Linked DNA regions of Gossypium arboreum: all the other regions are linked to region 2. The links are chromatin contacts, called in public Hi-C maps. All regions are on one chromosome and are shown on one strand. Each heading gives the region's core, a stretch centred on a gene start, on an enhancer-like site or on the middle of the called end of the contact. The rest is flanking DNA. Distances are from core to core; before and after follow the strand shown. Region 1 overlaps LOC108470303 (mitochondrial outer membrane protein porin 4). Region 2 holds the start of LOC108486763 (AAA-ATPase At5g57480). Region 3 holds the start of LOC108465148.

What was found. Hi-C and Micro-C count contacts between places; a contact is called where the count stands out from the background.
Region 1: a contact with region 2 is called in a Hi-C map of leaf, with 3 times the contacts expected there. The contact joins the enhancer-like site here to the promoter of LOC108486763 in region 2. A contact is called at or near these places in 2 of 5 Hi-C or Micro-C datasets (both in leaf).
Region 3: a Hi-C map of leaf shows a contact between it and region 2, with 1.9 times the contacts expected there. The contact joins the promoter of LOC108465148 here to the promoter of LOC108486763 in region 2. A contact is called at or near these places in 2 of 5 Hi-C or Micro-C datasets (both in leaf).

Annotation. Positions count from the first base shown.
Region 1 is chr8:97,325,381-97,328,870 of ASM2569848v2, forward strand. LOC108470303 (mitochondrial outer membrane protein porin 4) reads right to left here. Exons shown (of 7, transcript XM_017771605.2): 7 at 1,925-2,552. The coding sequence ends at 2,252. Among protein-coding and RNA genes, the nearest start is that of LOC108470303, 6.4 kb to the right of the region's middle. Within about 2 kb of position 1,866, at least 2 of the 2 cell types and tissues checked have an H3K27ac peak or open chromatin away from gene starts, as enhancers often do. A contact at or near this core is called in leaf, where this site is marked.
Region 2 is chr8:97,158,214-97,161,747 of ASM2569848v2, forward strand. It overlaps LOC108486763 (AAA-ATPase At5g57480), which reads right to left and starts at 2,128. Exons shown (of 1, transcript XM_017790975.2): 1 at 231-2,128. The coding sequence starts at 1,974. The coding sequence ends at 463.
Region 3 is chr8:96,946,244-96,949,488 of ASM2569848v2, forward strand. LOC108465148 reads right to left here and starts at 1,264. Exons shown (of 11, transcript XM_017765473.2): 1 at 964-1,264; 2 at 525-653. The coding sequence starts at 1,029. LOC108465149 (a long non-coding RNA gene) reads right to left here. Exons shown (of 6, transcript XR_008286977.1): 6 at 2,117-2,708.

The DNA of each region.
Region 1 (3,490 bases), core at 616-3,115, 170 kb after region 2:
CGACTCCGAACTCATTTTCGATTTTCGTAGACTAAAATTATCGTTTTAGTAAATCTTAACTTTTATTAAAATGATTAATTTAAAGGTGACCCGATCACACCTCGTCAAAAATGATTGGTGGCGACTCCCGTTATTTAGTTTTCAAATCCAAGTCGATCCCCGTTTTTCAAAAAAAATGGTTACAACACATAGATTAGAGCTGGTTTTTTCTTATGGCTTCTCTAAATTAATGGTGGAGTTTGATTTTCATGCAAAAATTTCTTGTTATGAAGAAAGGGTTAGGGCTGGTATTTTCTTATACCTTCTCTAAACTGATGGTGGAGTTTGATTTTCAATTGGTTATAAGGGAGATTAAGAAAAGAAAAGCCTCGTTGAGGGAATGGGATTGTTTAGTATTTGCTGTAGTGGATGCGTGTACAACCTTCAAATGATTAGAATTGGATGTTAATAGAACTTGCTAGATGTGAGTGTGATGTTGGCTCTTTGAAATTTTAACTAGAGTGCTTCTCTATCGCTATATGTAATCTGAATTTTCGTCAGTAATGAAAATGCTTTTCTGTTATAAAAATGCATCTCAACTTCTTGTCATTAGCTAAAACTTTATTATCTCAATTCATTCAATTTCATGTAAATCCAGCTCCTCCATTAGATTTCACACCCTTTAATAATATTAGTGATGTTATTATATTTGGTATAATTTCATATACCTTCATTTTGCAACTTAAAATCATATGCAAACCCAAAAAAATAGTAGTCCATATCAGAGTATCATACTCGTGTAGCATTTTTTTTATTTTTATATTAAAATTAATTTATTAAAGGGTATATTGAGATTTTTTATTTTTATTTTTTTACATTTTTACAAAGAATTAAATTAAATTAAATTAAAGGGTATACTAATCACCTTCAGCATTTAACATTTTTGGACTTTTTATTCTTTAAAAAATTATTAGAGGGCATATTTGTCATCCGAGATTTTTCCTTATGTTATTGCAACACTTATTCCTCTAAATTAAATTCATGAATTATATTATAATATTTATTTTATTTAATTCTATTCAATTACAATTTTATTTTATTTCATTTCATTTGAGTGAACCAAACTTATTATAAGTGTCTCATTGAGAATGGATGATGTTATAAGAATAAAAAAATTAGGGAGGAGAAGGAAGTAAAAGGACAGCACGTGATGATAATCGGTATCTGTATAGGCTGAGGCTTCTATCAGCAGTTTTGTTTTTGTTGATTTAGTTTGGACAAGTGACAGCCTAATTAAGTTGCATAGTTTTTATCAAAAGAGAATCTTTTTTGGGTTTGTCTCTGTGATGCTTTTGTATGATTGAGTGGCATGCATGACATTGGCGGCATGCAACAAGCCTAGTGGATTTGATGCCAGCCAACCCACTTGCTCCTCATCTCCTCTCAGTCTCACAAGTAACTACAAGTAAAGCTAACCCAATAAGCAAAAGCAAATACCTGTTCTTTTCTATTTCTGGGGTCTGATCTCACTCAGCTTTGGCTTCAATGTTATACTTCAGAATGGCCGTACAGAATCACATTCAAATTGCAGATGGTAGCGTGGGAAGAGTCAAGAGTCAGAGATATTAGAACTTTGAAGGAACGGTGACATTATGATGATGATTCCCGCATAAACCAAACCTACAGCAACACTGGCAATAGCAATGTTAAATTTGCAGAGATTCTTCTGTCAGGCCTAAGCCACCCCCACATGCTTCTGCCTTCCCTGTTTTATTTTTTGTTAATTCAAAAAGCATGCAACCCATTCATAACAGTTCCCCCAAAATAGGAAATTCAGAAGGAAATTGTTAAAGATCAAAATATACATACGCTTGGATGAAATTGTAAAAGCTTGGCTGCTACCCACTGCACTGAGCACGGAAATCATGTGTAAAGAAAAAGGCAGTTACTTCAACAAGGCATTGTTGACCACAAATCTGGTTAGTTCAATACAACATTAGGGGAAACACCCCCTACTATCATACGACATGAACATTAGAAGCATTCAGCAACAAAAACTGCTGTGCTGTTATCCTCATAAAAATTTGGCAAATTTGGGCTAAATTCCCCCACCATTGATCTGGTGAAAACATTCATCAACTCAGTATCTGAACAATTTTCTTTTATAATCTTCCGATACAAAATAATCTGGGTGAATAACACCCTCCCAAGGGTTCGGGGAAAAGGACAAATCAAAATTTAAAAATATGGAATCCAAAATGAGATCTTCCCGTCAAGGCTTGAGAGCAAGGGCAAGCCCCATCTTAGGGGATGCATTTATGGCCTTTGAATCATACTCTGCCGAAAATGTTACAAGTGACTTGGGCCTCCATTCACGTTGGCACAGCATTGCAACCTTTCCATTGTCAGAGAACCGTGTTTTTACCACGGTAAAAGGATCCACAGCATGAGAACTTCCAATGGTGAAAGTGTTTTCGTAGGTAGAAAATCTATGAGCCATTTCAGCAGCAACACAAGTGAAGGGGTTGACAGAATGGATATAAGATGCCCTCAATGCCTGACCTTTATCAGTCCTAAAAAAGAAAACATTCATTCAAAAATTGACAGCAAGGCTTTTATGACAACGCAAAAGAACATAAAGCAGCAAAAAAAGGAGCATAAAATGCTGACAACTAATCTGATAAGCTACAGGAAGATGGCTAACACATCGGCTGAATTTAACCTACAGAAACTAAAATGCTTTTGATCATTCTTACTGGTAAAAAATTGTTCATCATAGTCCCAAGGAAATAGTGTTCATAAACTTTCTGTGACTAACTAGTTATTCAAGTCATGGTTCCCATGCATGTTAGAATCAATCCAAACTGCTTAGCACTCTTGTTTTTGACTCTTTCAATTGATAACCTTAAGCATCATCTTTCAATATATCAAATGAATCAAAATATGGTTTACCATAATAAACGATTAATCTTTACATCCTTCTCAAAGTTCCATGCAATACACAAAATACTGCTTTTTCTTCTTTCTTTTTTTAATATCACAAAATGCCACTACTGAGAGCACATTCTGTATTGCTATTTCATCATGGTGTAGAAAATAGAACAATAAGATCAACTTCAAAGGAAACTAAAGGGATTGTGGTATTCTAAGTGTTAAAGTTTCATTTGGATCATTGAGCTTCAATTTATGTCACTGACATTCTCAATATGCAAAGGACGTCACAGGAACTACAAAGAAAAATACGGAGCTGATAAGGCAGGCACATCAGCATTCAACTCAATGCCAATCAGTAGGCTATTCTTTCCTTTTTCATTTTTTTTCTTGCTATCCTTCAATGCAAATCAGTCCCAATTACTTGCATGTGGGTCCTACTTGCACACTAATGTGATAATTGACATTTGATTTTAGCCAAAGCATGTTGGAAATAGGATCGCTCTTTTTCTTTCTCACAAATCGCAGTGTCCCTAACTCCAGCAACGCCTTAACTCTCTCTCTCTCTCTCTCTCTCTCT
Region 2 (3,534 bases), core at 878-3,377:
ACATGTCTAGCTTCCATCAATAAATGTTCAAACTCACTAATCATGGCTATGCTTGCAGCCTAGATAAACAATAGCCTGAAACAAGGGAAGAATGAATGAAGTTGATTTTGTTCTTAATTTAAAGGCAAAGATAAACTAAACTATGAACAGTTGCCACCCCAATAACCATGAGGCATGTGCAATGGAAGCTTGTGGTAAGTATGTGCAGAAGAATAAGAACACAGAGAAGATCCCACATGACCAACCACATCCATATCAACAATGCCAGTAATCTTATCATGGCTTCATATATAATATTAAATTCAATATTAAACTACTCATAAGATGGATGATGATATAGTAGCACACATGAGTCGTATGATTATGGAAGCCCAATCCTCAATTCTCCCTACATCCCCACCGACAAAATTTGGAACATCTTTGGCTAGTCCAACAACTCCAAAGAACAAATCTGTTCCTTTTCTATGATTTCATTTTCTCCTTATTCTCTCCTTCCTTGCAAGGCTCTTCAAATTCTGACCCTTCATTAGGAGTTTCCAAAGCCCTTTTCTCCTGTTCTTCTTCATCTGAAATTTTGTCCCTCAAACTCCCACACTTGAAATTCCTGTCAGCGCGGGTCTTCATGGCCTCCAACAATTCAGTGACAGCCTTTTGCTTGTAGTTGCGGTTCTTGATTAAAACTTCGCTGATATCAGCAGGTGTCATCTCTGCCTTGTCAACTACATCCGACAGTTCCTTCAAAACATGGTAATCCAAATCACTTTCCTCGTACCCCAAATAATTCTTCAGCAATATCTTCAACGCATGATATGAACAGTAGCTCATGTAAATGTGCATATCCATCCTACCACTTCTGAGCAATGCAGGGTCAAGTTTCTCAATGTGGTTTGTGGTGAAGACGAAAATCCTTTCACTCCCACAACAAGACCATAGCCCATCAGTGAAATTCAGCAGCCCTGAAAGAGTGATGGAGTTTCCTCCATCTTCACCACCACATGCAGAACCTGACCCACATCTCACTTCAGGATCACAGTAGTTCCTTTTGTTATTCTTCTTCCTGTTAGTTAAATTGACCGAACAATCAATATCTTCAATCACAATGATGGATTTGGAGCTTGTTTTCATCAACAGCTTCCTCAGCTCAGAATTATTATGGACCTCAGTCAATTCAAGATCATAGATATCATAGCTTAAGTAATTTGCCATGGCTGCAATCATGCTGGATTTCCCAGTCCCTGGCGGACCGTAGAGCAAGTAACCCCGCTTCCAGGCTCTCCCAGTCTTCTGGTAAAAGGACTGACCGTTGGCGAAATCCTCAAGATCATCCATGATCTCTTGCTTCTTCTGGGGATGCATAGCCAATGTGTCAAAGGTGCTTGGATGCTTAAATGGAACGGACTCCCAAGGATGTCCCCTGGAATCCAAAGACCCACCACGAGAATTGGTGTACAAAAGCCTGTCTTGGTTCTTCCTTCGGATTTCATTAGACCTCTCCATTATGTAATCCAGGTAGGAATCAAGAATCAAGGACTTGTTTTTCTTCTTGATTCGGAGAGTGAAACCTCTTTTCTCTTCCGGAAATGGTCGCCAAGAAAAGGTCTGGGATTGCCTTTGGATCACAACGTGTTCCCAAAGCACGGTGACACCACTGAACGTATCGACGATGCAGTCATTGTTGGAGAGGCCGAAGGTAATGGCGCTTGAATTGAGAGCGCGAGTGAGGCTCAAGCGGCTGCCGTTGATGGAAATAAAGGAGCTGAGATAGAGTTGGACAGCGTTATAGAGTTCGTTGGTGTTAACGCCGTCGATTTCAGTGATGTCGAAGTAGCAGTAGGAAGAGAACAAATGGAAGATACGGTTGAAGAACTTGAGACAGAGAAAGCGGAGTTGGGGTGGGAAAATGAGTTGGAGGAGGCTTTGGCAAAAGGCCAACACCCCTAGAAGTGAAGCAAATGAGTTCCAGTACTCTCTCATTTCTGTGGTGTTGTAGCTGTGGCTGTGGCAGTGACTGGGGGATATATATACATATAAAGTAGGAAGGGAAAGAGGAGCAAAAAGGATGTTCGCATTTAGAGTATCGGGAAGGAAGAGAGAGTGAGATCAGAGATGGGGCCAGTGGCCTATGGCCTATGGCCTATGGTATTGTTTAGGTAAATGGCCTGGGGGGGGGGGTGCTTTGAGTTACTTGTTTTTGTCGGCTACCGACTTCATTTTCTTCATAATAGACTATCATATAATCATGGGGGATTTGAATTAAGATGCTGGCTGCCCTGCCTTTGCCTTGGATGAGAGAGGGAAATGAATTATGTTTCAGTTCCAATAAGGAAAAAGATTAAACAGGATTTACTGTTGTTGCCGCCGCAGGTAACCACAAAGAAACAAATATTTATATGTAATTTAATTCTTAATTCAAAATTTTTAAAAAAAATTCATCAGGACTGTATTTAGAAACAATGGAAATTGAAGAACAGAATATGGAATGGAAGGTTGCAAATCAACGGAATAAGATACCTTTTGCGTGCGGCTGTTTCATACGTCAAATGTGTTATGTTTATGATTATGGCTTCCCAATATTGTAATATTTCCTTTTATGGGCTGACGTTAAATTGCTAATCAATATTAAGTTAAAAATTTTGATTTCTTAAAAGATGTTTTTGAACCAATTTTTAATTTAGAAGAAACACTTAATTTTCTATTTTTAAAAAAATATTTTTAAACCAAATTTTGACTTTAAAAAATACTTTTCTCTTAAAAAGCAGCTTATTTAAAAATATTTTTGTTTAAAAGTGTTTTTTCTCCTAAAAAGTATTTTTAAAATTAATACTAGATACACCTTAACAATTGATAGGAAAAAGTGGATGTATATTTTTGTAGATTGAATTCAAAATTTAGAATCTTAAATTGTAAAATGGATGAAAACACATGTAAGTAAATATAAAAAGGACATAATAATTTATTTAGCTTTTAATTTTATGGATACATTCTATTTAATTTTTAACTTTTTAACCATCAGAAATTATTTTAGTGATATACTTTAAATTTGAAAAGAGAAAAGAAAATATGAAGTCTTAAAAGGAAAATTAAAATGATATGAAAAAAAGAGTTTGTCCTCAAAAGATTTTCCACATTTCGATTAGTGGAACCTAAAAATTTTGAGATTTCCGGAGAAAGATTTGAGTATGGCGTTATATATATGGGTATCACATTAGAAATATCTGTTAAGAATTTTGATATTTGATTTAAATTATAAATTTTGGTATGCTATCAAATTTTGAATAGGATATCAATATTTCTAATGCAAAACCAAAAATTTGATGTTGCAAAATTTATAAAACAATGCGATACCAATATTTCTAAAGTAATATCAATATTTTTAACAGATATAAATAATTTTTTTACAAGAACCGAACTAAAATCTATAACATGATACCAAAATATTGGTATTGCGTTAGAATTTTTTGTATATAGTTAGAAATTTCAATATCTACTAGAAATTTTGGTATATGATAGAGATTTTGGTATTCAATTAATTTC
Region 3 (3,245 bases), core at 14-2,513, 210 kb before region 2:
TTACTTTTTACATTTTTATTGTATGCATGGTAGCACATAACTATTAATATATTTATCTTTTATCTATTAAAATTAAAGTCAAGTAAAAAATTATCATAAACTTTTAAGAAAAGACTGATATTAATACTTCAAAATTAATTCATTACGTACATAAATGCGTGTGCCTAATTACTAGATATTATTATCTCTCAAGTAATAGAAACTAGAGGTTTTCTATAACCCTACGTCTTCTAGAGTTCTAGCTTCTTTCTAACTCAGTTTACGATTCTAAATATTTTGATTACTGTTGTTTTCTTCCTAAACCACACCACATTATTTTCCTTGATTAGACTACATAATCAAGATACATAAGTAAAAGCTAAAAGGGAAGAATGATCCCTGAGGAAGAGAAAGTTCATCAAATTATTTGACCCTCATCTCACAAAAGGAGATTACAAGTTGAAGCAAGAAAGAATTTAAAAAAAAAAATTCCTTCACATTCACAGTAAATACCAATGGATAGAAATAGGAAATTAGCAACTTACCTCATCTAAATGTATGATTCTAGCTATCTGTAGCATTTGATTCAAAGTAGTACTTAGTGAATCACGATCCAAAGAGCTCTTATTATGTACAATTTCCTTGACATCAAATCCCATATCATTGAGTAATATCTATCAAACATGGGAAAGAACAGTTTGTTAACATAGAACATTTTCATCATCAACTAATTTAGAAACTTTATTACATGTCAGTCTAGTTTATATTTCTCTACTTAAACGTATCTGATAAACATAAATCAGATACACCATACACGCTTAAAATGGAGGCTGCTGCATACTGCCAAAGTTCACATTTTATTCATCTTTACTACTCTAGAGAGTAACGATTACTACTAGTAACACTTGAAAGGAAATCCCTAAATCAAATTATTTTGGTAAAGAAAATGAAAGAGACTAAAACAAGTTTACTGTTTTCTCTAACCTTTTTCTTGTCAAAGAAAGGGTCAACATCAGAAAGTTCAAGAAGTATTGAATAGCCTTCTCTCATTTCAGCTGTATTATCAAATAAGGAATGCTGCAGCCTTCGTCACCCGGACTCGGCAATTTGGGGCGCAGTACCAGCGGACAGGGCGGTGAGAGAAGAGAAGAAAAAGAAAGAAAAAAACTGATTTGCAGAGACGAGAGAGGAGATGGACAATGGTTGGAGGAAGATAATGAGAGAAAACTTTTCAAAAAAATGAACAAAAACTTTAGGGTTTAAAAGATGTTGTACCCTTACGTATCAATTAAAATATATTTAAATTATTTTCTAATTATATAAAAATTTTAATATAGTAAATAAATCTAATTAATAATAAATACACATTAAATATGTCAAATAACATAAATTTATATAACAAATATATTTATTAAAGTTTTATATTAAAACTAAAAATTACTTTAACTTAAATGATAAAAAAATTATATTCATGTCATTGGTTCAAATTTAAATTACGGATAATTTTTATTAATTTATAAAATAATTCTTTAGTAATTCCCTAATTGAGTTAGAATCCAATTGATGAGTAATACCAACTTAATAAATTCAGTTGATGAGTAATACCAACTTAATAAAGTACTTTATAAATAGTATAGTTATATATACAACCAATAAAAGTAATAAATTGTGCATGTTAAAATAAAAAAATATAAAATACATTAAGATAAAATTTTAATTGAGTGATAAATTTAAAATTTTACTAATATAATTGGTGTGGTTTTAAATCTAATCACATACAAATTTTATTGATTTTTAGAAAACAAAAAACTAAGATACTCTCGAATAATATAATTTATTTTAATTATAAAAGGGTACTTTTGTAATTTCCCTAACTAAATTAATTTTCAATTGACTCCTAACACTGAGTCAAAAACTTTATTTTAAAAGTAAATGGCTTATTATTAAAACTATAAAAAAAAAAAAGTAAAACAGTCAACACTAAATTAAATGAGAATTGCACAAAACTCAAGCTAACAGGCTTACCTCTTACACTTAGTCTTAAACAGTCATTTCAATTGTAAAGTTATCCACACATTGCTTGAAACATAAAATATAAAAAGGACAAGAAGGAGAAATAAAAGATGTACAATTCAAGTAGGGATAAGGCCATTCTAACCAGACTATGAGTCGTCTTATTAATAGTTTGACGTGTCTAATGGAAGGACAAACATTGAAAATATACTTTCAAATGTAAACAATTGCACAAAATTAAACAATATTCACATATTCCCAAAATTTGATCATTCGGTGAAGTAATAGCATCCTTACTATTTGACTCAACATGAACATTGTCCCACCTTTTTGACTAATCCAAGAGAGAACCTCTCGGATGAGCAGTGTTTTGGCCATAAGTGGATCATATAGTACCGAGAAGAAAACAGTCAAGCTGACTACAAAACGCCCCTCGGCATCGTGAAGGACCGTACCAAAAGTAGTCACAGTGTCTGCTGCCATACATGTTGTGTTGATATTGCATTTCAAACAGTTAGGCTCTAGTTTAGTTTAACAAATTGTACCTCCGCCAGCATGCAATAATCCCAGCTGGACTAGTTCAAATATGCCCTAGAAGTGTCTTACTGAAGTAGAAAATCATTAGCAAAATGCACAACAATGCTCCCCAAACAGTTTTATTTTGCCATATAAACAAATTTCAAAATTTCCATATACTCCATAGGATTGTAAACCATCTGCTTTGTTCATGATCAGAAGTCACACCTACCATAGTGTCAACAACCAATTCAACAGTAAAAAAACATAGCTAAACCCTGCAAGATTCCATACATCAACGACATAGCTGCACATTAAAAACACAAGGTTCATATCTTCCAAAAACTAGCAGCGAGCAAGGGGTCAACACTACAACCTTTCTTAATTAAACAAAGTTGACATGGTACAAAAACTTTTAAACAACACTTGACAAAATGTTTAACCATGGGAGGCCACTTCGAGTTCCAAATACGACCCCAATGGCCATTATACTCTAGATTACGAATGTGGAAAAAAAAAAGCAAAAGTGTAAGAACGTACCCTAATTTTACTATATCACTGCAGCAAAATTGACTTTTAGCGGCGTTTTTTAAGGTCTGTAGGGGCGCTTAAAAGCGCCGCTAAAACTATTAGTGGCGTTTTTACAAGTGCCGCAAAAAATGCCGCTATAGATAACGCCGTTAAATTTTACAGCGTTTATTTAAAAAACGCCGCTAAAGGTCATTAAATTTTAAAAA